Linked DNA regions of Mus musculus: all the other regions are linked to region 5. A link is a contact called in public HiCAR-type, HiChIP or PLAC-seq and promoter capture Hi-C data. All regions are on one chromosome and are shown on one strand. Each heading gives the region's core, a stretch centred on a gene start, on an enhancer-like site or on the middle of the called end of the contact. The rest is flanking DNA. Distances are from core to core; before and after follow the strand shown. Region 1 holds the start of Itpk1 (inositol 1,3,4-triphosphate 5/6 kinase). Region 2 holds the start of Btbd7 (BTB (POZ) domain containing 7). Region 3 holds the start of Golga5 (golgi autoantigen, golgin subfamily a, 5). Region 4 holds the start of Rin3 (Ras and Rab interactor 3). Region 5 holds the start of Ccdc88c (coiled-coil domain containing 88C). Region 6 overlaps Itpk1 (inositol 1,3,4-triphosphate 5/6 kinase).

Region 1 (4,626 bases), core at 1,182-3,681, 1.7 Mb after region 5:
CACAGTTCAAGTCATTTCCCAACATCCCTGGCCCTTTTTGTCAGGAAATTCACAGACAATTCACCATCCATCAATACACGAGCACTGCACCCCCAGCTTCTGAATGTCAAGAACAGGACGACGCCCATTCACAGGGTCTCCGGGGCCACTTAGACCACTCCAGCATTCACAATAAACAAAACACAGTGGAGGGGGGTGGGGGGAGGGGTCACTATCTCAACAGTTGTTTAGTTAACAATGTGGCCACCAGGGGGCTCTGTCCTGAAAGTGAAGAAGCAACAGAAAAACTCTTTCTGGTGTTTTCTTTTCCTTCTTAAGCTTCAGCTACAAAGCATCGAAAGCTATACTAATAAAAACGCACAGTAGGATTCCTGAGCTGCTGGAACGGCCCAGAGACTTTCTGCCATCCCTCCGAAGCCAACACTTGGGCAAAGGAAGGCAAGTAGACCTTGAATTCAGCCACCCTTCCTGAGAAATGAATGCTCAATAAGATTTCCGCACCCCGGGTTCCCTGAGACCCCCACCCCCACCCCGCGCCTCTTTAAAGGAGGGAGGGCCCACAGGAAGGGCAAGCCAACCGGCAGGTCTGGGAGTCGGTCCTCAACCCTTAAGTCTCTGCTAGGAGTCTTCTGCTACAGCCTGCTAATTACAGAATAAAGCACACCAGGCCAAGGACAAGCCTCGGGTATAGATAAAGGGTGACACAAACCCAGATTGCTATCAATAACAAGGATGCAAGGGATGAACTGGGGTTTCCCAAGAATTATTTGACAGCAGGGGGAGCTGTGGTCCCCTCAAGTCAGAACTGGACTTCCAGAACACGACAGAGGGGCTTCTCCAAATTTTTCTGCTGTCTAGGGCAACCTTTTCAGTGTGTTTATTTATGGTACAAACGTCCAACTGTCCTTTAAAAAAAAAAAAGTTCCATAAGCCCTGGGCTTTTCCAAAGCTCTGGCTCGAGTTCCTCTTGATTTTCTTGTGAATTCTGGGCTGCACTGAACGCCCTGCCGACCGTGAAAAGCCTGCTTTCTCCTAAGAGGCCTGTCTGGGAGACTCAGCCAAACCCACAAGGGAACTATAAGGGGCGCAGAACCAGGGCCCCCTTATAAATAGGCATTATCCCATCCAGTTGTGGTCAAGGAGGGCCTGTAAGGCTTGCCTGGGGCAGAGAAGCAGCAGGCTCTTGGACAGCCATGAGGGGCAAGGCAGTGCTGCCAGGGCGGCCTCTATGTGCCAGCTCAGACTGCTAACTAACCCCTGTGCACCAAGGGATAATGGAAGCCCAACTGTTCAATTCTCCAAAATTCGGGGCACCCACCAGGGATGGAACTACAAGTGAAGTCCATTTTCAAAAGTCAAATCTACTAAGTGAAAAGACTACCTAACAAAAGGTTTCCACCCGGAGTTTGCAAAAGGCTTCGGGGATGGGGTGTGGGGGCTGGATTCTCTTAGGCTTTCATTGAGAAGCTGTAACCAATAGCTCTGCGGAGAGGCAAGGCACACCTGACTCTAGGAACCCAGCACTTCTGTAATGTATTAAGAGCAAGCTCCATCAAAGCCCTCGGTCTCTGCCACTGAAGCACCAGCGCAGGGAGAACGAGGTGCTCAGCCGGAATGGCAGAAGACAATTCTACCCTACGTGGGTCCACCCATCACTTTCTATGCTCTGCCACTCCTTGGCCCTGGGACTACAAGGCAGGTACCCCACCTCTCTGCTGGTAGGTGTCCCTCTTCTAAGACACGTGGCCCAGAATCACCATCCTGGCTAATTTGCGAGGCTGCTGCGAGGCTCTAATGAGACAGCAAATCACCACAGACAAGCCAAGTATCGCTACTCATTTCAACTGGGCTTAAGCCGGCTGATATGCAATGACAGCTTCAGGAGCCGTGCACACGCGAGGCACGTAGTAGGCTCCACACAAACGCCGGTATCCTGCTCTACTAAGGGGAAGAAGAGGGAGGAAGAAAAACACACCAGTCCAAAAGTACCCTCTAACCCCTGACTGCTGGCGTGGACTCCCCGATTTCCCGGGTCCCACCACCCTGGACGGCCAGGGATCTCCCGGCACGACCCCAGTGCACCTGAGAGCCGCGGTCCGAACCCAACGCCCACAGCGGCCACGCTCCCCTCGGACACAGCCCGCGGCCCCCCGCGGCCACCTTGCTGCTCCGAACCAGCCCTCAGCGCGCGCCGCTCCTTCCCGGGTCGCCGTCGTCTGCCCCGCGCCCGCCGAGGGTAACCAGGCTCGGGCCGCGGGGGTCCCCAAGCCGCGTCCCTCCTCACCTGCACAGCTCCGCGAAGGCCTGGAAATTGAGCTTCTTGACTTTCTTCTCGCTCAGCCAGTAGCCAACTCTCTTCCCTTTCAGGAAGGTCTGCATCTTCTTCCTCCTCGGCCCGGGAGCCTGGGTCCGGAGGAAATTGCCCACAGGCCGAGCGTGTGGGGCCGGCGCGCGCCGCGAGCGTGCGGGCACCTCCTCCGGCGGCGGCGGCGGGGACGCGGAGCGGGCTTCAGCGCGCGGTCCTACCGGGCGGGGCGGCGGGCGGGGCGGGCCGGGGCGGGGCGGCGGCTGGGGGGCGGAGGCTCAGCGCGCCGCGCCACTGGCTGGGCCCCGCGGGTGGGCGCGCCCCGCCGCCGCCCCGCCCCCTCCGCCCCGCGGGGCTCGCCCGCGCAGGGACGTGCGCCCCGCAGCACCGTGCGCCGCTCGAGGACTCTAGGGATCCCGGGCCGCCGCCCGAGACCGCACCCGAGCCTCGAGCCCGAGCTGGAGCACGCCCTCCCGCGGCGAGGGTTCGCCCGCGCGTGCCTCTCGGACGCGCGGGGACCCCCTCGGGGAGCGCGCCGCCGTGTCCCCCGCCCTTCCTGCCCCAGCGCCCGCGCACACGCCACGCACACGCGGGGCCTGGGGCAGAGCTCCCGGAGGAGGAAGCGCCGGTTACCGCCAGGGGGCGCCAATGAGTCTTAAAGGCGCCGCCGCTAGTGGCGGGGTGCTGGATGGTGGCCAGGGCAGAGTGGGGTGAGGGAGTCGTGGTGTGGGCGCCTTGTGTCTATCTTGGAGGGCGGCCAAACCACTGGGCTTCGTTGCTCCTTGGCAGCACAGCGGGGATTGCCCCCAGAGGCAATTCGTTGCAATTGTCCTGTACTATCTCCACAACTGCCCCAGGTTCACACTCTGGGGTCCCTTTCAGCGGAGGGAGAGAAGCAGCCAGAGTGCACATAGCATCTTCAGGAGAGCCTTTTCTTTGCTAGGTGAAGGGACGTAGCTCGGCGTCTGACTTAGTGCTTTGGATCCTCTGAGCCACCTGCTCTACCCCGGCCTATGGGACAGTACTTAGCATTCCAGCCATCTCCAGCCTATGCTTTAGGCATTGGGAGGAGAAATTGGAGGCTCTCCCCAGACACAGACAGGGAAAAAAAAATGGGTTCCCGTGTGTAAAGAAAGACATTTTATCTGGCTTTGGAAATAAAGACAATTTTTGAAGATCTGAGATGAGAAAAGGCTTGAAGAAATGAAAGCTGTTAGTAAAGTGACAGAAACGGGCCTTGACCAGACTTGAGGAGTTACACCAAGTCCCTTTTTCCGGCTTAGATCCTGACCTTGGGCAGTGTCCTTGGTCCCCCTTGGTTCAGTTTTAGCAAGAAACCTCCTGAGTCAGAAAAGTTCGCCATCCCTGGTATCAGATCACTGCGGCCTGTCTGCAGTAAGAATGCTGTCAAGTGGGGCTGCTGAGATGGCTCAGCTGGTAAGGGTACTTGTGGCCAAACCTGACAACGAGAGTTCTATTCTCCACAGCGTAGATGGAGAGAACTAAGTCCATGTTTTCCTTTGACTGACACTCATGCTGTGGCATATACACACACAAATAAATAAATGTAAATAATAATAATAATCCTGTCAAGTAAATTGAGCCAGAATCCCAGGAGCCCTGGTGGTTTTGCTCAGAAATTCTCCACCCACAGATGTTCCACTCTGCTCCTTGGCAGTGACTTCCCATCTTTCCTTGTTGCCAGAGTGGAGCTCAGTTGCTCCCCTACTGTGGAGCCTGGGTGCTTCTTTAAATAAGATCTAGTGAGTTTAATTTTTCTTTAATTGGAGAAAAGGATGGAAGAGGATTAGAGAACCCACATGGCTCTGGAAAGCAGGGACTTTGTATCCTGGACCATGGAAGCCAGAAGACAAAGTGTAACTGCACCCATTCAGCTCTGTGCCTGAGGAAGATCGCTTCTGTGGAACATCATGGCCAACCTAGAACTGAGAGAAGAAATGGGGACCGGAAGTCCAAGAAGGTGAAAAGAAAGGGGTTAGGGAGCAGACGATGGCCAGTGCCTCACTGCTGAAGTCAACAGTAGAAATTCCCACACCCTGGCACAGGCTGTGGGTTTCTCTGGAGTTGTGTGTCTGGGTGGTTCAGGATCCCTGCTGGAGTTCCTTCCTTCCTTCCACACAAGCAGGGAACCCAGGGTGTGGCGGGGTAGTGCCGGCCTTGTAGTCCCAAGATGAGTAAGGCAGAGACATACAAACCATTGAGTCCTGGAGCATGTGATGAGAGCCATGTGAGTCCTGCCTCTGAGTGACTTGAGACTATGACATTGAAAGACAAGTAGGAGTTTGGGGTTAGGGGCACCT
Region 2 (4,665 bases), core at 408-2,907, 1.8 Mb after region 5:
TGTTACTAAATTTTATTAAATATGGTGTTGGGTGGGCTGGCCTCTTTAGCAGCTATTTTGAGGTAGCTGCGAGGGTCACAGAGAGATACTCGTTTCTGTGTTCAACTTTACTGTGCAACGGCCTAGGGATTGAGCTGAGCAGCGGTGGTGAAAGCTACCCACAAACAGTAGTGCTGGAGTGGAGTGAAAAGAGCTCTTCCTCACCTGCAGAAGCCGAGATCCTAGTTTAGGTCTCACCCCTCCCCAGCTACATGACCCACAGAATCGCACCTTTCCGCGTCCAATTCCCCCACTTTAGAACACGCCCAATCTCTAAAGGTGTTCCTGACTCCAAAATTCCAAGACCAGTCGAATCACAGCTGCTATGAAGAATGTACGGTTCATATAACTTCAAGTCTTTCTTCCAGACTTACAAAGAAGACAATGTGAGTAATGGGTGAGCCATAGACGCTACGCAGAGACAAAAGATAACGTCTGCTGGAAAAGCTAATTTATCTGCAAAAAACGCTTCTTCCTTGCTCCGTCACTGTAAGAAGCTTGAGCCGAGGGGCCAGTGCCCTGGGCCAGAGAACCGAGACTGCTCTGCAAATTCGGCCTACTCCAGAGTACTTATTATGTGTGCTGGTATGGGAGAGGCGCTGTGGTGGTTCAAAGCGGATACAACACTCCTCGGAGTTTCTCCGAAGACGGCGAGAAAGTTCTCACCCTGGAGTGTGAGCGAGAGCGAGAGTGTGAGTGCGTGGAAGGGAGAAACAGCAGAGCAGGAGGGAAGGTAGGCACGCCTTTCGCCAAGTCCTCCCGGGAGCTAAGCTAGCTTAGCCTCCGCGGCTCCAGCCGAAGCTCCGCTCCGTATTGTCTCCCCCACCTACCTGTCAAAGCTCAACGCCAGTCTCGGTCCTCCCAGAGCACTCACTCCGGGACGCTTTCACTTCGCCCGCGGGGAGTGGTCCTCCCCAGGCCTGCTCCCCCCTCCCCCCCAAGCTCCGGCCCTCCCCAGCGGCCTCACGCCCACCCCGCAGCCCGTAAACAGGAGTCCGCGCCGGGTGTGGGTTCCCGAGCGCAGGGTGCGGCGGGTCCCGCCCCTCGCAGCCCGGCGCTAGGGGCTCGTCCCGGCGGCCACCCGGGCGGGGGTGGGGGAGCCGCGCGCCCTCCGGCCCTGAGCGCCGCGCCTCGGTCACGGCCCGCTCGGCGGCGCGCTGTCCGGCCCGCCCCTCAGGGCGCGGGGACCGGGAGGCCCCCGTCCCGCGCCGCCGCCGGCGCGCTGGGCCCTAGACGGCCGAGCTGGCCAGCGCCTCGGCAACCCCGCGGCGTCCGGGCCTCGGCCGAGGCGCCACCACGCCCAACCACCGCCCCTGCCGGCAGCCGGACGTCCCGGGCCGCGCGGGGCCGGCGAGACGGCTCCTCAAGCCTCGGACACCGAGGGACACTCACCTCGGAGGCTCCTCCCGCCGCGACTGCTGCTGGGACCGCTGCCGTCGCCTCCGCCGCCGCCGCCCCCAGCGCCGTCGTCCGCACTGGCGCCAGCCCCCGCGGCCATTCTCCTCCAGCCGCCGCCGCCGCCCTCCCCTCTCCTGTCAGTGGCTTAGGCTCCGGGACCACTCCAGGTTCCCCCCGTCGCCATTTTGACTCCGACAGGGAGCAGGAGGGGCTCGCCTCGCGCGGCCCTGGCGCGCCTGCGCCGCTCTGCGGAGCCGGACGGCCCCGCCCGCCCCCGCTGTCGGCTCGCCCACGTCACGTGACCCGACGTCGGCGCGCCGGCTTGGGGAGGAGGGGCAGGCTAGGGAGGCGCGTTCCCAGGGGCTCAGGCCAAGAGGCGAGTGCGCGCGCATTCTTCTGGCTCTGCCTGCCCGAGGGAGGTGCGAAGGGGCGCGGGGTACTTGTTGCAGCATCCTGCACAGCTCCGGGAATTGTAGCTTGTTATTCTTTGTATCTAAATGGAATAATCATCGCTATGCAGGGGAAGGCCAGTTCCACTGTTTCGTTTCCTCTGGGCAGCCGCCACCCACCGGGTGTTGGCATAAAATGCTTGCCTCAAAAAGAACTGCGATCCGGAGGAAAATTCCTTCCTGGCCGACTTTGCGTTTCTGTGGCTTCTTTTTTGTTAAGAATTTCTAAAACTATTTTGTCTTCTTGGTACTTTTATATGTAGTACTTTGCTAGTTACCTAGTATTTGAGAAAAAAAAGATACTGAAAAGTTTCAGTAACAAAGAACTAGGCTGATGGAATTCACAGTGCCCCCCATGGGAGAGCCAGATCTCTTCCATAAACAGCCCTTGTTTGTGATTTTGCCATAATTACAGCGAGGCAGTAACAAAAACGGCTTACATTTATGGAGTGCCCTACAGTTTTCAAAACACAGTTAAATACATGGTTTCTGTCTGGATGCCAAAACTGCCCTTTGAGGTAGCTGGGACCCGCGTTATTATCACTGTTTTACAGCTAGGGAAGCGGGCAAGCCAAGCCAAGAATCCAGGCAGTGTCCTTCAGGAATTTGCGTTTTCCGTCTTTCCCTAGTCTTTCCTGTTACATTTCTTTTTTTGATAGTGTTAGATTAATTTTTTATGTGTATGAATGTTTTGCCTGAATGTATGTGCGCCACATGGGTGCCCACAGATCCCCTGAACTAGAGTCACAGATGGTGGTATAGTCACCATGTGGGTGCTGGGAATCGAGCCCAGGCCCTCTGCAAAAGCAACAGGTGCTTTAAATCACTGTTCCATGTTTTGGGCCTCTTTATGGTCATTTTAAAAAGGACTTCTGAATAAAAAGCTCCTGTCCTTAGTTCCTCAATAAATTAACTCGATTTAACCTAATCAATTAAAGATTTAACCAGCCCTTAACACTTATTTACTTTCTCAATGGATTGGGGTATGGGAGGGGAAAAGTATTTGTATTGAGACCCATATGTAGCCTAGGCTAAACTTTGGCTTGCTGAAATTGACCTTGAACTGTTCCTAGTTCCACCTAAAGCACTGGGATTACAAGGGTGTGTATCATCAGGCCCATCAATCCACTTTGCTTGATGACCGACTTCGTTCAGTTGACTGTGTGCAACATTGCTGATATATGGGTCATGATAGTCAAGTTAGAGCTTGTGGAACTTGGTCCAATAAATGTACCCTTTTCCACTTCTCTGGGAGATGGATTTGAAATTTGCTTTTGAGGTTCCATGCCCTTGGCTCTCTATGAATAAAAACTGTGTTTTGCAAGTCTGTTTTTTTTCTTCTTCTTCTTTTTTCCTGGTTGGTGGTATGTTGTATACAGGTTTAGATAAGTTTCAAAGGATAGAAGCAATGAAATTTTGTCATGGGTTTGGCTTCTGTAGGTTTTTTTTTTTTTTTCCTGTTTTGTGGTAAAAAGGGTTCCAGCCCCTTCTTTTTCTTTTCTTTTCTTTTCTTTTCTTTTCTTTTTTCTTTTCTTTTCTTTTTTTCTTTTCTTTTCCTTCCCTTTCTTCTTTCCTTCCTTCCTTCCTTCCTTTCTCTCTCTCTCTCTCTCTCTTCTTTCTTTTTTGTTTAATTGAATATGTGGGGGGTGTGTGTGTGTGTGTGTGTGTGTGTGTGGTTGTGCAGGACAGAGGACAAACTCAGGAGTCAGTCTTACCCTTTCCCTTTGAGGTAAGTCACTTTTTATTTCTGTCCAGCTGGCCTGTGAGCTCTCTGTCTCCCATCTCTCCGAAGTAGCACCGAGATTATAGATGAAGAGACTGTGTGCAGCTTTCCACGGGTTCTGGAGGTCTCATTCAATTGCATGGCAAGCACTATACCCCTATCTTCCTAGTCTCTGTAAAAGAAAATTTGAGCTTTCTTGTTTTAGTGATTTGGTATTCAGTTAAAGGGCATAAATTGTTTCTGTCAACTTCTAATAGAAGAACTGTTATTTCTTTGAATATTTTCCTGACCTTTTAAAAACATTTTAAAGTATATTGTATTTTCCCTATTGAATTATTAACTGCTTTCTTTCAAAAAGGAGTTCCTCTTGGATTTATTAGTTTACCGTTTCCTGGTGCAGCATGCAGGCTGCCCCTATTCTAATTCCTGAAGGTCTGTCAATTATATCAGAAACTGTAACTGTTGTTCAAAAAAGGATTCTGTTTACTCCAGTTCTCCTTCCTGCTTCCAGAGCCGCCTAAAGGTGGCTGCCATCTCCTATGAGATGTTATGGCTGCCCTCCGATCTCTGAGAAAGCCTGAGAGCACCCAAAGGAGGACCCAGAAATTCACCCTGCTCACCGATATGTCAGAGTTAAGGACAACTAACAGAAATGACAGTAATGTCAGGGGTAATGACAACAGGATTCGTGCAGATCCAAGGGACAGACTCTGATGCTCAACATTTGGTTAAGAAACAACAAGAGAACTGGGTACATGCTGCCCACTGGTTTCTGGAAGCTCCTGACTCACAGCATCAAGAAGCTGGACGAAAGCCGGGTGTGGTGGCGCACGCCTTTAATCCCAGCACTTGGGAGGCAGAGGCAGGCAGATTTCTGAGTTTGAGGCCAGTCTGGTCTACAGAGTGAGTTCCAGGACAGCTAGGGCATCTCACCGTGCTGGGATTACTCGCAGTGTTTCCTTCAAGAACTCAAAACCATAGGAAAAGCAGCACAAATGGCCATCGGAGACACCAAACCTGACGCCATGCTGTGCAACAACAGCAGCAATAACAAAA
Region 3 (4,260 bases), core at 759-3,258, 1.4 Mb after region 5:
TGTGGACTATTTACTGCTTCATTTTCTTCCTTTCAGGACTCAGTCTAGCAGAATAACCCTAGCTTGGAGCTGCTCTCTCTCAAGAAGAAAAAGAACTGGAGGAAACACACCATTGCCTAACTCTGAACGTTTAGGCTTGTATATAGTTAGGCCTGTCTACATTCCAGCAGTGAATGGTAGATCATATGATCAAACTGTCATCAGTGGAGCTGGAAAGGATATCTCCATCTTGGGATGTAGGACAGTCACCTAGCAACCACTGATGATAAATAGCCCTTAACAGGAAGAACAGCTTAGTTAGAATTAGTTGAGAACTGCAATGCCAGTTACCACACAATAAGAGCAAGACACTCCTTACGGCATTGTGAGAATGGAGCCGCTCAAGGATCCTGAAACTGTTCTCCACTTAAGAAGGGCTCTAAGATCACAGCAACAGTGATTTTCGGCTTCTGCTGGGAGTTAGTCTCACTACTGAGTTGGATTAAACCTGACTTAATAGGAAGAAAATGGCTTGTAGTTATTCCCCATATTCAATGCAGAGACAATAAAAATTTGAGTCTAGGGGCACAGACTTTGGAGTGAGATGGACACCTCCCTTTTAAGGACAGATAATATTGGAACCAGATTATTTAACATCTCTGAGTCTTAGTTTCCTCAATGCCCAAACGCACTTACTTGAGAATTTACCATAGGCTTTTCAGTTGGCGAAATTAGCCTGGTCCTGTTTACCCAGTAGATGTAGCCTTCAGTGAATTATTGAACACAGATTTTCTTTTTAAAAACCCATTTCAAAAAGTCTGTGAGCTGTATGCAAAATATAACTATAGCACTATTGAATAATAGTCTCAGTTCAAGTTATCTTTTCTACAAGGAACCCTCACAAACTGACTTATTTTCCTACCTCGGGATACTTCTCCCTGTTTCTCTTGGTTTACAAAAGGCTCTGAACTATTGTTGATTCATTAGTTTAGGCAAAATCCATCTCTGTCACTTGAAAGCAGGTTCTTTTTAAAAAATTGTATTCTTTTATTTTTTTTCTTATACTATTTTATGTATTTACATTCCAAATGTTGCCCCCCTTACTGGTCCCCCCTTCCCGAGTTCTTCACCCCATCCCTTTAAATTGTATTCTTTTTTTCTTTTAAAGATTTATTTCATTTATATGAGTACACTGTAGCTGCCCTCAGGCACACCAGGAGAGGGCACCAGATCCCATCCCATTACAGTTGGTTGTGAGCCATTGACCTCAGGACCTCTGGAAGAGCAAGCAGCCAGTGCTCTTAACCACTGAGCCACCTCTCCAGCCCTTGTATTTTTTTTTTAATTGGATATTTTTTTTGTTTACATTTCAAATGTTATCCCCTTTCCCAGTTTTTTTAAAATTAGGTATTTTTCTCATTTACATTTCCAATGCTATCCCAAAAAGTCCCCCATACCCTCCCACCCACTCCCACTTTTTGGCCCTGGCGTTCCCTTGTACTGGGCATATAAAGTTTGCAAGTCCAATGGGCCTCTCTTTCCAGTGATGGCCGACTAGGCCATCTTTTGATACATATGCAGCTAGAGTCAAGAGCTCCGGGGTACTGTTAGTTCATAATGTTGTTCCACAGCCCTTGTATTTTTAATTTGTGTGTGTGTGTGTGTGTGTGTGTGTGTGTGTGTGTGCTTTGTGAATGAACTCAGAACTCAGAACTCAGGCCGTTAGTCCTGGCTATTTATCTATGTACTCTATTTACTGAACCATCCCACAGGCCCAGGGATTAGACAGTTCCAGTCTCTGCCTCGAAATCCTCACGTGTAAAACTTTTGAAAGGGAGGAGGAGCTCAGAGGCCTGGGCCGGCTCATGCCCCGCCCAGTTTGGCTTGGGCCCGCCCCTGTGGTGCTCGGGACCCTGCCCCCCGTTGTGGGCGTGCTCCGCAATGTTGTGGAGGCCGCGTGCCGGCGGCGTTACGTCACACGCACGCTGGCGCGGCACCCGGTTCGGCGGCAGACGGAAGGGGGCGTGGCCTGGCGCTAGGGCCCCGCGGCCGCCGGCGCCGCCGCCTGAGTGACCTGCTAGGCGGCCGGCGGCGCTCAGCTTCCGGCCACTCAGGCAGCTCGTTGGCCACTCTGTTTTGAGGTCCTCGCCGCCCTTCCACGTCTCCCGGAAGAGCTAGCCGGCAGGTCCGGGAGCAGCGGGCTGCTGTGGCGGCCCGGGCGGGCGACGAGGCCGCGGTGCTGCCGCTCGGCGTCCTCAGGTGAGGCGCGACCAGGCCGCGGGCGGGACGGCTTGGCCTGCGGGACCCGGTCTCCGCCTTTCCCGAGCGCTGTCGTGCTCGTCTTCGCTCAGGGACAAGGAAGGGGATGCCAGAGCCCCGTAGCCTCCGGATACCGAGGCTGACCCGCCCTCCACCCCGACTCTGCTCTGGGGACCCAGTACGATGTGTTCTCGCCTCTCGGGGACCCGTGGTCACACCGCCGGGCCTGACCCCTGACCCCCGCCTCTGTGTGACATCTGACCTTCCCGGTGGCTTTGCACCACGGGAAGTCCCCTCTTGGAGTCTGTCACTGAGATAAGAGCTCAGGTTTAGTGTCTACGATCCACGTGAAAGATATGTTTTAAAGCCCCGTTAACTTTCAGATGGGAGGCAAGACATTAATTGTCTTCAGGCTTTTTTTTATTAGGAGAGCTACTTTTCTCTCGCTCATCACTAATTTTTACATCGAGCTTGTGTAACGTTTTATAAGTCAGAAGGCATGTTACATTCCTTTTTCATTTGGTTTCTCATAAATTGAAATACACACTTAAATGGGTTTCCTAAAGAGTGTGTTGAAACAGTTAACTTCCGACGAGGTTAGAGCGGAGAGGTTAAAAGGTGGGTTTACCTCTAGGTTGACCTAGATTCCAGTGTCTGAGGTGCCATCGAAGTTCCAGGATCTTTCTAAGCCATATCCATCTTTATTTGTTTCTAAAGGACTTTACAGTTTGCCATATAATGTAGCTGAGCATTATGTTACTATATTATTTTTATTATTTTATTTTTATATTATATTATTTTTAGTGATAGTGTTTGCACAACACTTGACATATAAGGATGAATTACTTCAGTAGTGTTTCTAGGAGTGCCTGTGTGTGGGCTAGAATTGGAATTTATCATTGAGCAAACCAGGCATTGTGTGTATCCACCCACTCCCCCTTCCCCAGCAGGGAGAGACATGTTTTAAAACAACAGTTGCAACAACCTGAAGCAGTGTAAGGCAAAAGAAGGGCATGCACACAGAATAAAAAGACCTAGCATAGAAGGGAAGGAAAGACAACTCTGATGCCAATTTAGTGAAGAAAGCCCAAGATCTAATAGTTCCAAGCCAAAGGGACACTGACCACATTCAACCAACACTGTTGACTTTGTAGTTTACTTCATTCTACAGCTTAAAGGTTAATTTTACTTCGTGGCCTTGACTTTGGCACCTGGAAGTTTTTTCCATGTGTTGGTTAAATAGATAATTTATACAGTCATTTTTTTAAAAAAAAAATTGAACTCAGCTGGACATGCACATGGTAGGTACTAAATATTTAAATTACTGAAAATTTACTTTAGACCTATATATGCTGCATACATAAATCACAGGAGTGCTTCACTGTTAGTTTTGTTTGTTACTGTTTTTTCAAGATAGGATTTCCCTCTGTATCCCCTGGCTGTCCTGAAACTCACTCTGTAGACCGGGATAGCATCAAATTCAAAGATCCACCTGCCTCTGCCTCCCAAGTGCTGGGAATAAAGGCCTGTGCCACCACCACCTAGCAGGAGTGCTTCACTTTAACAGTAGTAACTTTGTGATAATCAAGTGGGGTTTCTTGGTTTGTTTTGTTTTGTTTTTCTGTTTTCTTTTTTTTTTTTCCAAGTTCAGCCCTTTGAAACAAATTTCAGAGGCTTTTTATTTGGTTGTGCTGGAATTTTGCCAAGCATTTTTTTTTTTCTGTTTGAATCCTGTATGAGTTTGTTATGACACCCATGAAAAAGTATCATAGGCCAGAGGGATTAACAGTAGAAATTGACTTTTCTCACAGTTCTAAGGCCACAATAAAGGTATTGGCTAGGTTGACTTGTTTATATTATTATTATTTTACTTACTAGTTGTGTGTGCACTTGTAAATGTGGGCATATTTGTGACCAGAGGACAATTTTCTTGGGGCTTCTGCCTCATTCATCAGTAGGTTCTGTGGTTTGAATTCAGACTGTCAAGCTTCAGGGCTAGGGCTTTTACCTGCTCAGCTGTCT
Region 4 (4,361 bases), core at 1,587-4,086, 1.3 Mb after region 5:
ATCTTAAAAGGCATTTACTATAAGGTAATACTATATAGAGTGCACGTGGATCCATACACTAGACTAAAGTGGATTTGGAAAATTAATTTTATGGGTTAGGGAAATAGCCAAAGATCCGGGAGTAAGTTTCCTTGAAACTTTTTCCTCATGAGAAAGCTTTTAGACTTTCATCTGTCAAGCTGACTCCACCGGAGTCCCTGGCAGGGGAGGGGTGGTTGGGAGTGGAAAAGGAAGAGGGTCTAGACAAGCAGACTGCACATCATCACGAACAGTGTCCACTCAGCCTTCTGGAATCTTGGCAGCCCCACCCCCAATCAGTTATCATCAAGAGTATCTCCATGGTGCACACCTAAGGAATTGTGCCTTTACAAAGCAAGTGAATGGTCAGCCTTCAGGAGGCCTCTGTTGGAATAGGAGAAAGGCCTGCGACTGTTCTGTGGAACTCAGGGTATTAGGGGGTTGTCTAGTGTCAGAGCTGCGCCCTGGAGAGGAGCCTATGGGGTCTGAAAGTGTAGGGTTACTCATATCAGCCTGAAGAACTGGCAAGTAGTAGGATGGTCCACTGACCTAGATCCAAGGACACCTAGGAGGAGCTTGTGGGCTTATTGGAGGAACCACAGCCAAAGATTTCTCCCTGAAGGGATGCTCTCTTCCTTCTCTCATCTGTGCTCATCTATTACAGATGAGCAATGGAATCTCTGAGAAAGCTGTACTGGCTGTTGCCTAAAGAGTCCTGGGACTGGATTTGAACACGTGACTGCCTTCTGTGCCCAGCTTTCAAGCAGAAAACTACAGGATTGTTGACAGAGATGATAGAGAGGTGACTGTGGCTCAGGGAAGAGCTAACCTCGGAGAAGAAATGCCTATAGGGCCTGGTAGTGCCCTGAGGGGATGGCTGGCAGCAATCTGAGTGCTCGGTGGGGAAGTTGTGTAGGTCAGAGTGGCTAAGGTTGCTCCCTGGAGACCACACTTTTTTGTGCCTTCCAAAAAGAAAAGCTAGTTTGATTGGGATGCAATTCAACAGCTTAAAGTGTATAATTTGATGGTTTTCAGACACAGCCACAAAGTTGTGCAATGAATACCACAGTCAATTTAAAAACATTTTCATCACCCCCAAAGAAACTCCATAGCCATTGCCAGTTGCTCCCCACTCCCCGACCCCACCCCACCCCACCCCACCTCTAGCGAACACTAGTTTACTGTTTGTCTCCGTGAAATTGCCTACTCTGAACACTTCATGCAAAAGGAATGTGTTTAACGACTGGCTTCTGTCACTTAGCATGCTTTCAAGACTCATCTGTGCAGAAGCACCATTGTTGGGGCCCCATTCTTTCTGTGGCTCAATAACAGTCCCTGACTGATGATCCCTGATCTTATTTACATATTCATCGATTGATGAATGCTTGGTTGCTCCCACATACTGGCTACTGTAAATTGTTTGTATTTCTTTTCTTTCTTTCTTTCTTCCTTCAACATAGGGCCTCTCAGACACATGCCAGGCAACCATTCTACCTCTGAACTCTAGCTCCAGCTCTGGATAACACAAATAAAGGCTGATATGAACAGTCATATATAAGGTTTTGCATGGACACACTATGATAGATAGCTTTAATTTGTCAACTTGACACAACCTAGAATCACTGAGAAGAAATTCTCAGTAAGGGATTGTCTGCATTTAGTTAGGCCTATGAGTATGCTGGTGAGGGACTGTCTTACTTAAGTTATTGGTGCGGGAAGACTCAACCCACTGTGGGCAGCACCATTCCCTATACAGGGTGCCCTGAACTATGTAAGAGTGGAGAAAGTGAGCTGATCACAAGCCAGGTAAACATGGTTACATTCATTTCTCTTTGCTCTGGATGTCATGTGACCAGCTTTTTGACATCCCCCCCCTCCCCCTGCCTTGACTTCCCCATAATGAACTGTAACCTGGAATTGAAAGCTGAAATAAGCCCCTTTGGGTACGTAGTTTCCCCTTCTGAGGAACTGCCAAGGCTGCTTCCCAAATCAGCTGGCCCATTTACCACTCCCAGCAGGAGACTGTTAACTAAGCCTTTCCTCTCACTTCCACAGGCTGATTTGGAGGAAATGCCAAAAGAGAAGTGGTTGTGAGGGTGTGTGGACACTCTAGCACTCCTGTGTAATCGTGGGTAGAGGCCAAGGATGTGGATGGAAGTTGGGTTACTCCTACAATGCACAATGCACAAGACAGTCCCAAGCACAAAACATTTAATCTGTCCCCAGCAGTCTAAATAATGCCCAGGCTGGGAATGAATTAAACAAGGTGATATCTTGAGGTCCGCTATTACCTGGTCTCACAGGCTTAGCTAGCTCAGGAGACATTTTTGAGTGTCTGGGCGCTTAAAAAAGGAGGCATTACGACTCGCGGTTGTTGTGTAAGCTAGCAAGTTTTCTCCTTTAGTCTCTCACTGGGTGCTGTACTCAGCACAGGTGCCTTAGATGTCAGGCTTCATGGACGATATCTGCTTTGTTAAACAGTGATCTTATCAACAGAGAAGGTATCAAGGAGAGACAGGATGGCCACCTGTCAGGGACGTGGAGGAGGTGCCCCGCCTTGGGGGCGGGAGTGGGTATGGGTCGTGGCTCCCCCGGGATGAAGGAGGTCCCATTTGGGCCGTGGGCCTCGTCACCTGCCAGCCCTGAGTGCCTTGCTATCCGGTGCCAACTTGGAGACTTTCCTGTGAGTTTCGCTCGCAGGCTCCGGGCGGCCACAGTCCGTGCTGTCCTCGACCCCGGCACCGCCCGCCGCCAGGCCCGGCCCTAGGGGCGCGGCCCGGCTTCCGCGCGCCCCAGGGGGCTCCCTGCTACGAGCAGCCACGGCCGAATGGCTTCTGACAAAAAACCCTTGACCACCAAGGCCGGCCTCTTCCTGCGAGCCCCGCGCGCTGCGATCCAGGAAGTGGAAGGCAGCGGCCCCGCGCTTCCCCACTGGGCGCGCGGCTGGCGGCGGCGCCCAGCCCGGCCCTCGGCGAGGGACAGCGCCAGCGCCACGCGGAGGTCGCTGCGTCCCCAATCGCCTGCCCCACGATGCGACGCGCCGAAGCGCCCTCGAGCGCCCACCCTGCCGGGTAAGTGGCAACCCGTGCCCGCCGCTCCCCAGGTGGCCCGCGTCCTGCCTCTTTTGCTCAGCTTGATCCCCGAGAGCCCTGGGTGCTCCGGATAGGGCTACGGGACGTCGTGGATGTCATGCTGAAATGAACACCCCCCACGAGCGTGCGGATCCCCCAGCAGGGACTAAGGGTGAAACTAGGTTCTGCAAGGAAAGGGGGCGGCCTTGGTGACTGCCGAACTTGGCCAAACTTTCAAATCCAGACTTTGTTAGCGGGGGGGGGGGGGGGGGGGGGGGGAAGCAGTGCACAATGTGCGGCTGGGAGGGTTTGGTGTGTTCGAGCCCGAGATGTCCGTGTAGCCATGGCTCTAGCCTAGGCTGAACTTTGGATGCAAGCACTCGCTGCCCTGGCCCAGCCAGCCCCATGCACCACGAAGCACCGCTGCTCTGCCTAAACCCCAGCTTGCGCCCTCAGGTTCTGGGACCGAGAGTGGGGGTGGGGGCGGGGGTGGGGAGTAGGGTGGTAGATAAGAAGCACCTACAACTTTAGGCAGGCCCATCCAGCAGCTAACTCTCTGCCTGGAGGATTGAGGCGCCACCAGATCCCATCTGCCACCCCACTGGATCGGCTGGGGACCTTTGGACTGGCCTTTGAAGAGCCTGGTGTGTGAGGAGGGTCTAGAGTGCTCGGGTGCAAATGATTGGCGGGATACCCAGACGCAGATGCAGTCTGAAGTGTGTGAAATTAAATGGCTTGGGAACAACCATTCGGAAGGGATTCCTACTTTTGTGCTCTTCCCTACCCCCCACCTCAAGACCTGGAACACTGCCCAGAGCTACACAAGGTTGGGAATGTCCTGTCATCCCGCCCAGCCCAGTCCTAAGAGAAGATCGGGAAGGGTGGGGTTTGAAGCTGCACCGAGTAGAAAGCGATTTCTGCGAAAGTCTTCTAGCACTTTCTGAGGTGCCATGGATGATGGACGAATCTGGGGTACCATACTTTTTGTATTTCCGTTTAAAAGTCCCGGGCCTGATCCCGGATGAATTCCCGTGGCTGCCTGTTTTAATTCTGTGACCTCATCTCTTTGAGCTTCCACTCTTTAGAACAGGAACGCTATCTGTACACATCTTGTACTCTCCAGGGTTTGGGAACAGTAGGGTGTAACTGGCCCCCATTCGGATAGGAGGGACTGGGATTGTCCTGGGGCGGGGGGTGGGGGGGTGGGGGGGGGCTTGGCTGCCTCCTTCCTCCTACCCCCAATCCCAGCTACAACCACAGCCCGGAAATTCT
Region 5 (4,188 bases), core at 102-2,601:
CTCCATCAGTCCCAGCTGAGTGGGTACATGTAAAGGCTGATCCAGTTTTATTTTGTTCCAAGTGCCTGTGACTCATACTGTCACTCACTTCCAATAGGATCCCCGAAGCTTCTAAGTTAAACACAGAATGGAGGGGTAGGAGCCAACACCTAAGTGGTGCTAAGATGTCAGACAGACAGGCTCTGCAGAACTCCACAACGGATGTGGTCAGAGGTGCGGCCGGCAAGTAGTATCTACGAGACCCTGTTTAAGCCCAAGCAAACGTTCTAAACAGCCAGCCTGCCTGCCTGCCTGTGTGCCTTCTAAACCCAATTCACACAAGGACGATTAATGACTGCATCTGCCCCAACAATTGGGAAGAGAAGGAGATTCAGAAGCCCAGTTCCCAAGCCACAGTGAAACTGCGTTCACACCGCGATGCTCCAGACCCAGCGGACATTTCCTGTAACCAACCAGACCCTCTTTACAGTTCTGTGTCCCTCCAAAAAGAAAAGGGACTTTTGGTGTCAGCACTCAGACTACCATCAAGTGCCCGAGTTTACAAATGAGTCAACCGCAAATTTCCTTAGCTCGAATGAGGTGCTGGGGGATGGGGGGGTCCAACGGCCCACCTGAACGGAATCCCTCCCTGGCCATCCGGCATTCACGCTACAATCTTAGGTTTCTTAAAGTATCCTCTCTGAAGAGGCAACTTACATTTGCAGCATGATTTGATTCAAAAAGATGCCGTCCACTAAATCCATGTACAGAGTCAAGTTGTCCTGGTGGCCGCTTCCAAACGATCCAAAAGTTTTCACCTGCGGGGAGGCAAAAGCATGTTGGTCTGACGCTGGGGGACAAGGCAGGCCAGGGAGGTCACCAACCACCGTGGTACTCTTCGCAGGCAGCAAGCCTACCCTTCCCGAACCGCGGTCCTTTCCCGCCTCCGGACAGGACTTCTGGCTAACTTTTCTCCAGCGTCCCAGAACGCGAGGAAAATAGAGAAATAAATAAAAAGGACTTTTCAACAAAATCCTCACGTCTCAGACGCACAGGAAGGCAGCACGCTCAGCCCGCCGGTCCACGGTCCCACTCTGCGCCCCTACCGCGGGTCTCTGAGCTTCAGGAGGGGTCACCCCCCTTCCCCGCCCCCACGGCCGCCGGGAACAGGTGCGCGTTCCCGAGTGGGAAGCCGTGGGGACGCCCACCCGACACGGAGCCTCCCGGTCCCCGGTGCCGCTCCGAGCGCTCACCCAGGTCACCAGAGGGCTCTGCAGAAACAGCTCAACGAGCTGCGACACCGTCACGTCCATGCTGAGCCGCGGCCGCGCCGCACAAAGCGGCTCCGGCAGCCGGCGGCGGGCGCGGGAGACAAAGGCGGGGCGCGAGCCCACGGTGCGCGGCTGCGGCCCCGCCCGCCCGGGGAGAGCGAGAGGTGGGGGCGAGGAGGGGGAGGGAGGGGCGACGCGGTCCCTCCTCGGTCGCCCGGTGCCCTGCGCAGCCTAGCGGAGAGGAGCCGCACCGGGCCGGGTGCGCGTTGGGGGAGCGGGGACGGGAGTGGGGCGGGGCCTCAGCACGTGGCGGCCCGAGTGCGCGGGCAGGTGCAGCCTGCGCGCGCAGACCTGGGCCCGAGAGGAAGAGGCTTGGTGTAAGCCTCAGACTGCAGGGTTGCGCATCAGTGCATCTGCTTTGCCGACTCCCCGGCTTCTCCCTTCCTGAAGTTCCTTCAGGATGGATGCTGGCGGTGTGGCCGCCCCACGCGTGTGCGCCCCTGCTATGGCTCTACCCTCCCTCCACCATAGCACGCCGTGCGGGAGAGCCCGTCCCGGCCGCAGTGCGCAGCGGCAGCTTTGAGCCTGGGCTCCCAGCGCGATGGACGCCGTGCCCCCTGCTGGCGGGGGCTGTGTGCTTGGAGGCCTGCAGCCCCACGTTCTCACCACTTCCTGGTAATAACTTCGCTCCCCGAGCTGGGCCATTGTTGCATGTACTCTTGTCTTGACGAGTTTAATCCTCACTGCGATGCGGGAATGTTAACCCGAAGCCCCTGGCACACTCCTAGGGAGAACACACCAGGTACTCAATGACTACCCTTTGGCTAGTCATTTTGCAGCGTAGCTTTTTCACGTATTAGGGATGTGACATCTGCTGATGACATGTGGTATTACAGTTCTGCCTGGTTGGAAAGCCTGTTAATAAATAGACTGTAGCCCCCAGTATACTGGCAAGGTTCCAAGAAATGTGGAAGTCAGAATAACAAATAAAGGGTGGAGGTGGGGGGGCTTCTGCAATGAAGAGCATTTGCTTCTATTCCAGAGGGCCTGGGCTTGTTTTCCGGCACTGACAGGATGGTTCGCAACTATCATTAAGTTGAATTTCAAGGCCTCTGAGGGCACCAGACATACATATGGTATACATTCATAAAGGCAGAACACTAAAACTCATAAAAAGTAAAACAAATCTTACCCAAAAAAGTGGGGTGGGAATGATGGTACAGCTTTGTAACCCCAGTACTGGGGAGATGGAGGCAAAAGGATCTTCAAGTTATCCTTGTCTACATAACAACTTCAGAGCTAGCCTGGGCTCAATGACATCCTGTCTCAGGCCATGGCAGTCAGTTCTGGTTCCTGTAATCACAGAATTTGGTGGGGCTGAACCAGGAGGGCCTTGAGTTCCAGGCTAGCCTGGGCTACATAATGAAGTTGATGACTGCATGTGGTGGATAGGTAGCATAGGCTACCCTGTTTGGAAGAGTAAGGACTGTCTTTGTGGGTTTGATTTCTGTACCAATCTAATTAAAAAAAAAAAAATCCTGGGCTGGAGAGATGGCTCAGAGGTTAAGAGCACTGTCTGCTCTTCCAGAGGTCCTGAGATCAAATCCCAGCAACCACATGGTGGCTCACAACCATCTGTAATGAGATCTGGTGCCCTCTTCTGGTAGACAGAAGAATACTGTATACATAATAAATAAATAAATCTTTTAAAAAATCCTTCTAGCTATTTAATAAGCATATTATTTCAAGTGAACAACTGCATCAAACAACTGCACTGTGACTATTGTGAGACATTTTATTCTAGTGTGTGAATAATTTCTCCCCTGATATTGGCAGTCCCTACATAGCAACTCTGGGAACTTTTCATGGCAATGTCAATGAAACATTACGTATGATTAATGTTTTATAAAAGTCTCTCCACCTTCTAGTTTTACACACAATTTTTTTCTTTTGGTTTTTCGAGACAGTGTTTCTCTGTGTAGCCCTGGCTGTCCTGGAACTCACTTTGTAGACCAGGCTGGCCTCGAACTCAGAAATCCGCCTGCCTCTGCCTCCCGAGTGCTGGGATTAAAGGCGTGTGCCACCACTGCCCAGCTTTACACACAATTTAAGGTCCTATCAGGTGACACAGAAATGCCACTAGTTATTACATATCTGAGGTTGCCTGTGGTCACTGATGGACTGGCCACCACCATTCTTTGGCTAGACCTCTTCATCTGCAGTGCTTCCCTATTTCCTGTGGGTGCTGTGCAATAAACTCCAGGGGTGTCCCAGTTATGCTTAGAAAGGTTTCTAACCTGGGGCTTGCAAGTCTTGGAAAGCAAACTTGGGAATTGTTTTCTCTGCTCAAGGATTTCTAAGTAAGTTGGAAGCTCAAAGTGAGGCATGTAAAAATCTTGCAGCAATATATAATCACTGCTTCTTCCTCATCTTGGAGCCCATTCTGCTGCTGCTGTTGCGCTAACAAGAATTGTTCGCCCTGAGCTCCATCTTGGGGGGTGGGGTTGAGTTTCAGGAGAACTAATGAACTGCCAGATACTGTCCCTCCACTGGCCTCTTCCCTCATAAAATGCCTCTGCGAATTTCTGACAGAAATGTTGCTTTTACAGTTCTTGGATGGAAGAATTTCTTTTTCAGACGGTCTCACTGTGTAGCCATGGCTAACTTAACTTGCTACATAGACCAGACTGGCCTAGAACTCAGAGATCTGCCTGTCTCTACCTCCCAAGTATTGGGATTAAAAGCATGGATCACCACACCCAGTAGGAAGAAGGTTTTCAATTTTTATTCTAATACTAGATAGAGGAGGGAGCTTCTCCTCCCTCACAGGAAATATTGACTCAATCATGATAGCTAATATCATTTCTGTGTCACCTGGTAAGAGCTTAAATTATGTGTCCAACTAGAAGGTGGGGTGATTTTATGGTTTATTAGCATA
Region 6 (4,143 bases), core at 1,052-3,551, 1.6 Mb after region 5:
CTCCTGCTTCCTGACCTGCTTGAGTTCCAGTCCTGACTTCCTTGGTGATGAAGAGCAGCATGGAATTGTAAGCCAAATAAACCCTTTCCTCCCCAACTTGCTGCTTGGTCATGATGTTTGTGCAGGAATAGAAACCCTAACTAAGACATCATCCTTGGAGGTACTAGTCTGCTGAGGGTCAGCTATGGTCATGTGGTCCCCAAAAAGCCACTGCTTAAATGGGGTAATGTTTTCCACAGGCTCTTCCCACTCTAAGGAATGGAATCCTACGGAAAAGTCCATGGTGCTTATTAGCACCAGAGAACCAGGAAGAGCTAAGAGCTGAAAGAATGATGCCCCCTTTATCTGGGGCCAGCTGCTGGGGACACTGGAGAGAATGGAGCAGCAGGGGGACCTGACTGGGCTGGTCACTCTATACCTTTAATAAACCTATTAACTACAAGAACTAGGCAACAATACTATGCTAGTTCCCACACCTGGAACTAGGCAGAAAACGTTCTACAAGTAATGTTTGCAAAATTGAATAACTCGGTGCTGTGATATCTATGAAGAAGTGTACTGTGCAACTAAGCAACTGCCCCAGCTCTAAATTAGCCAGTGACTGAGGACAAGTCCTTGTCCACTGAATCCAGTACACCTCTCTGTCATCAGCATCTTCTTCTCCCTGGCAGTTCTTCCTCCAGTCCATGGAACCCTGGAACCCAGAAAGAAACAAGGAACTGATCCTCCCAAAACCACCCAGGTACCATAACTGCCACCTGACCTATCTCACTTTATTGCCGTGGGAACTATAGCTGTATCTCCCCTAGCCCTAGCTATAACTCCAACTTCCTGCTAAAAGTCTGGCTTTTTGCCTTCCAAGCCAGCTTTTTCCTGACAGCTTCTCTGTGCCCTCCAGGGGGGGTCTTCTTCCCTGCCAATCACAGCACACCGCTTTCCCATCAGATACCCTTCCGTGCCCAGACTCTGCCCCCACCAAAGTTCACCCAGACCCTCAGCAGTAGGGCTCTCCCATTCTCTCCAGCTTAACTTCAGGACCCATAGTCCAACCTACCTAGAGCACTAATCATCAACAGAGACCTTTCCCAGCCTCCAGGTATAGATGCAGGATACTCTTCTATCCCCATAATGCTAAGCCGATACTTTCCCATAACACTTAGGGCCCCGTTCATTCTTCACCAAGAGGTATCACCATCTTTACAGGGCCTTCCAATGCTGCCGCTGAGGCCACAGCCGCCGACACCACCTCCTCCTCCGCCTCTCATTCCCTCAAAGACCCTAACCCTCCAAAGAAAGCCTGCACCACCTCCAGGGCTTGCCCATCAGCTCCAAGCAGCCATCACCATGGTAACAGCACCACCCCCTGAGCACACGGCCTGCTCTTGGAGGTATACGGCCTGCTAACTTCTGCTTCTCAGTTTTGCCTTTCCTTGGAGGTTTTAGGTCTGTCAGCTCTTGGCACAGGCTGGTTGCTCTTCTTGAAGACCCCAGGTGGATTCCTGGCACCTACTACAGCGCCAAGATATCCAACACACTTTTCTGGCCTCCACAGGTACTGCATGCATGTGGTGCACAGACATACATACAGGCAAAACACCCATACACTTCCTCTGCCTCCCAAGTGCTGGGATTAAAGGCACGCGCCACCACACCCAGCCGCACTCATACACATTTAAAAAAAAAAACTTACAGTACAGCATCTCAGTACAGTTCAGGAAAGACCAGCACAGAGAGCTCACTCCCTCTTGAATCTGGGGAAGTACTTGCCAGCCTGAAAAACAGTGGCTGTCCCAAGACTAGACTTCATGATGTCTGAATTTGCCAAGAATTTGGACAGAGGTATCTGTAATTGGCTACTGTACTTTTCACACTTGTGGCTTACTCATTTACAATAAAAGCCCAGGCTAACAGTCCTTGCCTTCTCCCCTGGGGAGGGGTGGTGGTGGTGGTGGAAGCCAGGATGTCCGGGGGGGGGGGGGGGGGGGCTTTGCCAGCATGCCAGCTGCAGGCAGGCTGAGGAGCAGCCCAGTCTTTTCAGACCTTGCACCACTGAGTTCGGGGATATGGGAGGAAGGGGTAATGAAACCCTGCATAGGAAAGCTTGCTAATTCATCCACAGACCAGACCAGAGTAACGTGGGGCTTTCGACGAGTCCTCGGGGAAGCCCAAGACCCAGCCTCAAATCCAATAACTCTCTGCCCGAGCTGTTTCCAAGAAGGACTTGTTTCTCCAAGGAGGTGGCCACGGCTCTGTGTTAGCCCTTGCTCAGTGTAGCAACTGCCTGGCTATGTTTGAGGCTTGTGGACTTGGCAGGTCTTTGGGCTTAGACCATGACTCTCAGGCAGGTCCTACTGGGTGCATACAGCTTACCTCACCTGGGGAAGTTTCCTGTCTGACCAGATGGGATGAAGACACCCGTGTCTTGGATCCTTTGGGCCCCTGGTCACCTACTGGAGACTGGCCACACAGGTGTCCAGGCTGCCATATAGAGAGTGATGCCTGTTCAATCTACACCTTGTACCTTACCTCAGCCCTTGGGTTCTGCCCACTGCCTCAGTGCTAGGCTCAAAGCCGGGATCCTGCCTCTCCACACCAGGCTCGCTGGCAGCCCCTTCCTCCTGAGTTAAACTGAGCAGGAAGTGATACAGCTTAGAGTAAATCATGTCATGAGAGGCCAGGGAAGCCAAGGGGACCTCACGGGTCCCCTGCGGGAAGACCTGCAGAGCCTCGTGATGGCCTGCCGCTGTCCCCCTTTAAGGAAGTACCTGGTTCTGAGATGTAAACAGCCTTCAAACCAAACCCCAAGATTAATGTTTAAAACGGTCTCCAATGGCCGGTTTTTAAGCTGACATCTGAAATGTTTAAACACTTGCGGGGGATGTCATATCCAACACGAAGTAAATTATTAACATTAGAAAGTAAAACTGTTATTATTCCTCTTTTAAATGGTTCCAATGTGGTCTAAATACCCTGGCGATCTGCGATCCGCTGTCATCCATTTTCTGATTATATAATCAGCCCCTCTTAGACAGCTGGAAATCAAACACTGCTCCTTTTTCTTCCCCTCTCTCCCCTTGGAGATGTTTAAACTGTCAGGGTATTTTACACTGGAAAGTCTCTTACTAACGATTCTACAACACCACTGAGCTAAGGAAATGTATGTACAGAACTGTTCCTCCCTCAAAGACTTTTTAATGTGGTCATAAAGCTCTTACACACGTCAGAAGTTTCTTCTGAAGTATATCATTATTGGTTATGAATACATAATTGATCAACACGATCAACATATACTCAAAACTGCACAAGTAACATGCATAAGAGGGAAACTTTATTAGAGAGGCAACTTTGAATAGGCGCATGGGACTTTTTTAAAAAGTCATTTCCTGCATCTGCAGATGAGTCCTACCTACTGACAGAATAAGACAGTTTTAACTGTTTCAGCTTTCAGTTCTCATAGAAACAAGTGTTAAAAAAATCAAGGAGGCAGGGGGATGAATGTCAAATTCACCACCCATGTGCTAGCCAGCTGATAACTCGAGCCGGTCCTCCTTCGGTTTTGTGACCAGCACCATGGGACCACCTCCAGTCATTGTCTCCCAGGGTTATCATGACCAGCTGCCTTCCTTGATGATGAGGGCTGTGTCCTTTGGTCCCACACCGAGGTACAGCTCTGCAGATCATCAGCCTCTGTGTGCCAGGCTCAGTGCCAGTCACGTTACCTGACCTGACTCAGTCCTCAAAAGCCTGGGACAGGCCTGCTGACGATCTCACTGTGCAGACTGGCAGGCTCCTGGCACGGCCCAGGCCACCTTGTTCTTCATCTCCACACACTTCCCTGGCGGGAATGGCTGGGGCAGACGAAGGGATCTGCAAGCTCTCACGGCTGGGCATCATGTGCTCACACCAGCTCAGCTTTAGAATATAAACAGCCACTTCCTGGTACACCACAGTCCCCATAAACGCCCATCACTGATGCCGCCACTGTTGCTAACAGGTAACAGGAAGAGAAATGACTTCCGTGACCTGGAAAAAACGGGCAAGATCTGCCCCGGGTTATTCATGCTTAGGTCCTGAACCCAGGTCCTACATCCACTTAGACAACAGCGAAAGGCCCGCAATGCTAGGGGGAGAGTATCTTATAAG

Evidence for each region. Promoter capture Hi-C pulls out the DNA fragments that hold promoters and counts their contacts. HiCAR-type assays count read pairs that join an accessible place to other places. HiChIP or PLAC-seq counts read pairs in DNA pulled down with a chosen protein or histone mark. Capture Hi-C pulls out chosen DNA fragments and counts their contacts.
Region 1: a contact with region 5 is called in an HNF4G HiChIP or PLAC-seq map of pancreatic cancer cells. The contact joins the promoter of Itpk1 here to the promoter of Ccdc88c in region 5. A contact is called at or near these places in 2 of 39 promoter capture datasets (cranial neural crest and embryonic stem cells) and 1 of 115 datasets of contacts at active chromatin or transcription factors (pancreatic cancer cells).
Region 2: a contact with region 5 is called in a HiCAR-type map of astrocytes, with 4 times the contacts expected there. The contact joins the promoter of Btbd7 here to the promoter of Ccdc88c in region 5. A contact is called at or near these places in 1 of 39 promoter capture datasets (cranial neural crest) and 1 of 115 datasets of contacts at active chromatin or transcription factors (astrocytes).
Region 3: a contact with region 5 is called in a promoter capture Hi-C map of adipose tissue, with 3 times the contacts expected there. The contact joins the promoter of Golga5 here to the promoter of Ccdc88c in region 5. A contact is called at or near these places in 9 of 39 promoter capture datasets (the C10 cell line, cranial neural crest, embryonic stem cells and 6 more), 1 of 484 Hi-C or Micro-C datasets (B cells), 3 of 115 datasets of contacts at active chromatin or transcription factors (astrocytes, large pre-B cells and stem cell-derived neural progenitor cells) and 2 of 9 other capture datasets (adipose tissue and liver).
Region 4: a promoter capture Hi-C map of liver shows a contact between it and region 5, with 2.3 times the contacts expected there. The contact joins the promoter of Rin3 here to the promoter of Ccdc88c in region 5. A contact is called at or near these places in 3 of 39 promoter capture datasets (cranial neural crest, hippocampal neurons and liver), 2 of 115 datasets of contacts at active chromatin or transcription factors (large pre-B cells and pancreatic cancer cells) and 1 of 9 other capture datasets (liver).
Region 6: a promoter capture Hi-C map of pre-B cells shows a contact between it and region 5, with 2.2 times the contacts expected there. The contact joins the enhancer-like site here to the promoter of Ccdc88c in region 5. A contact is called at or near these places in 5 of 39 promoter capture datasets (the 3T3-L1 cell line, the C10 cell line, cranial neural crest and 2 more) and 1 of 484 Hi-C or Micro-C datasets (regulatory T cells).

The regions. Positions count from the first base shown.
Region 1 is chr12:102,702,438-102,707,063 of GRCm38.p6, forward strand. It overlaps Itpk1 (inositol 1,3,4-triphosphate 5/6 kinase), which reads right to left and starts at 2,432. Exons shown (of 10, transcript NM_172584.3): 1 at 2,285-2,432. The coding sequence starts at 2,379.
Region 2 is chr12:102,876,785-102,881,449 of GRCm38.p6, forward strand. Btbd7 (BTB (POZ) domain containing 7) reads right to left here and starts at 1,658. Exons shown (of 11, transcript NM_001377026.1): 1 at 1,432-1,658.
Region 3 is chr12:102,467,126-102,471,385 of GRCm38.p6, forward strand. It overlaps Golga5 (golgi autoantigen, golgin subfamily a, 5), which reads left to right and starts at 2,009. Exons shown (of 13, transcript NM_001199004.1): 1 at 2,009-2,238. It overlaps Gm30198 (a long non-coding RNA gene), which reads left to right. Exons shown (of 3, transcript XR_381856.1): 3 at 37-751.
Region 4 is chr12:102,280,238-102,284,598 of GRCm38.p6, forward strand. It overlaps Rin3 (Ras and Rab interactor 3), which reads left to right and starts at 2,837. Exons shown (of 10, transcript NM_177620.4): 1 at 2,837-3,089. The coding sequence starts at 3,049.
Region 5 is chr12:101,027,540-101,031,727 of GRCm38.p6, forward strand. It overlaps Ccdc88c (coiled-coil domain containing 88C), which reads right to left and starts at 1,352. Exons shown (of 30, transcript NM_026681.5): 1 at 1,233-1,352; 2 at 697-797. The coding sequence starts at 1,292.
Region 6 is chr12:102,669,705-102,673,847 of GRCm38.p6, forward strand. The region is part of intron 2 of Itpk1 (inositol 1,3,4-triphosphate 5/6 kinase); the gene reads right to left. Among named protein-coding and RNA genes, the nearest start is that of Mir1936, 13 kb to the right of the region's middle. Within about 2 kb of position 2,302, at least 55 of the 459 cell types and tissues checked have an H3K27ac peak or open chromatin away from gene starts, as enhancers often do. A contact at or near this core is called in pre-B cells and regulatory T cells, where this site is marked.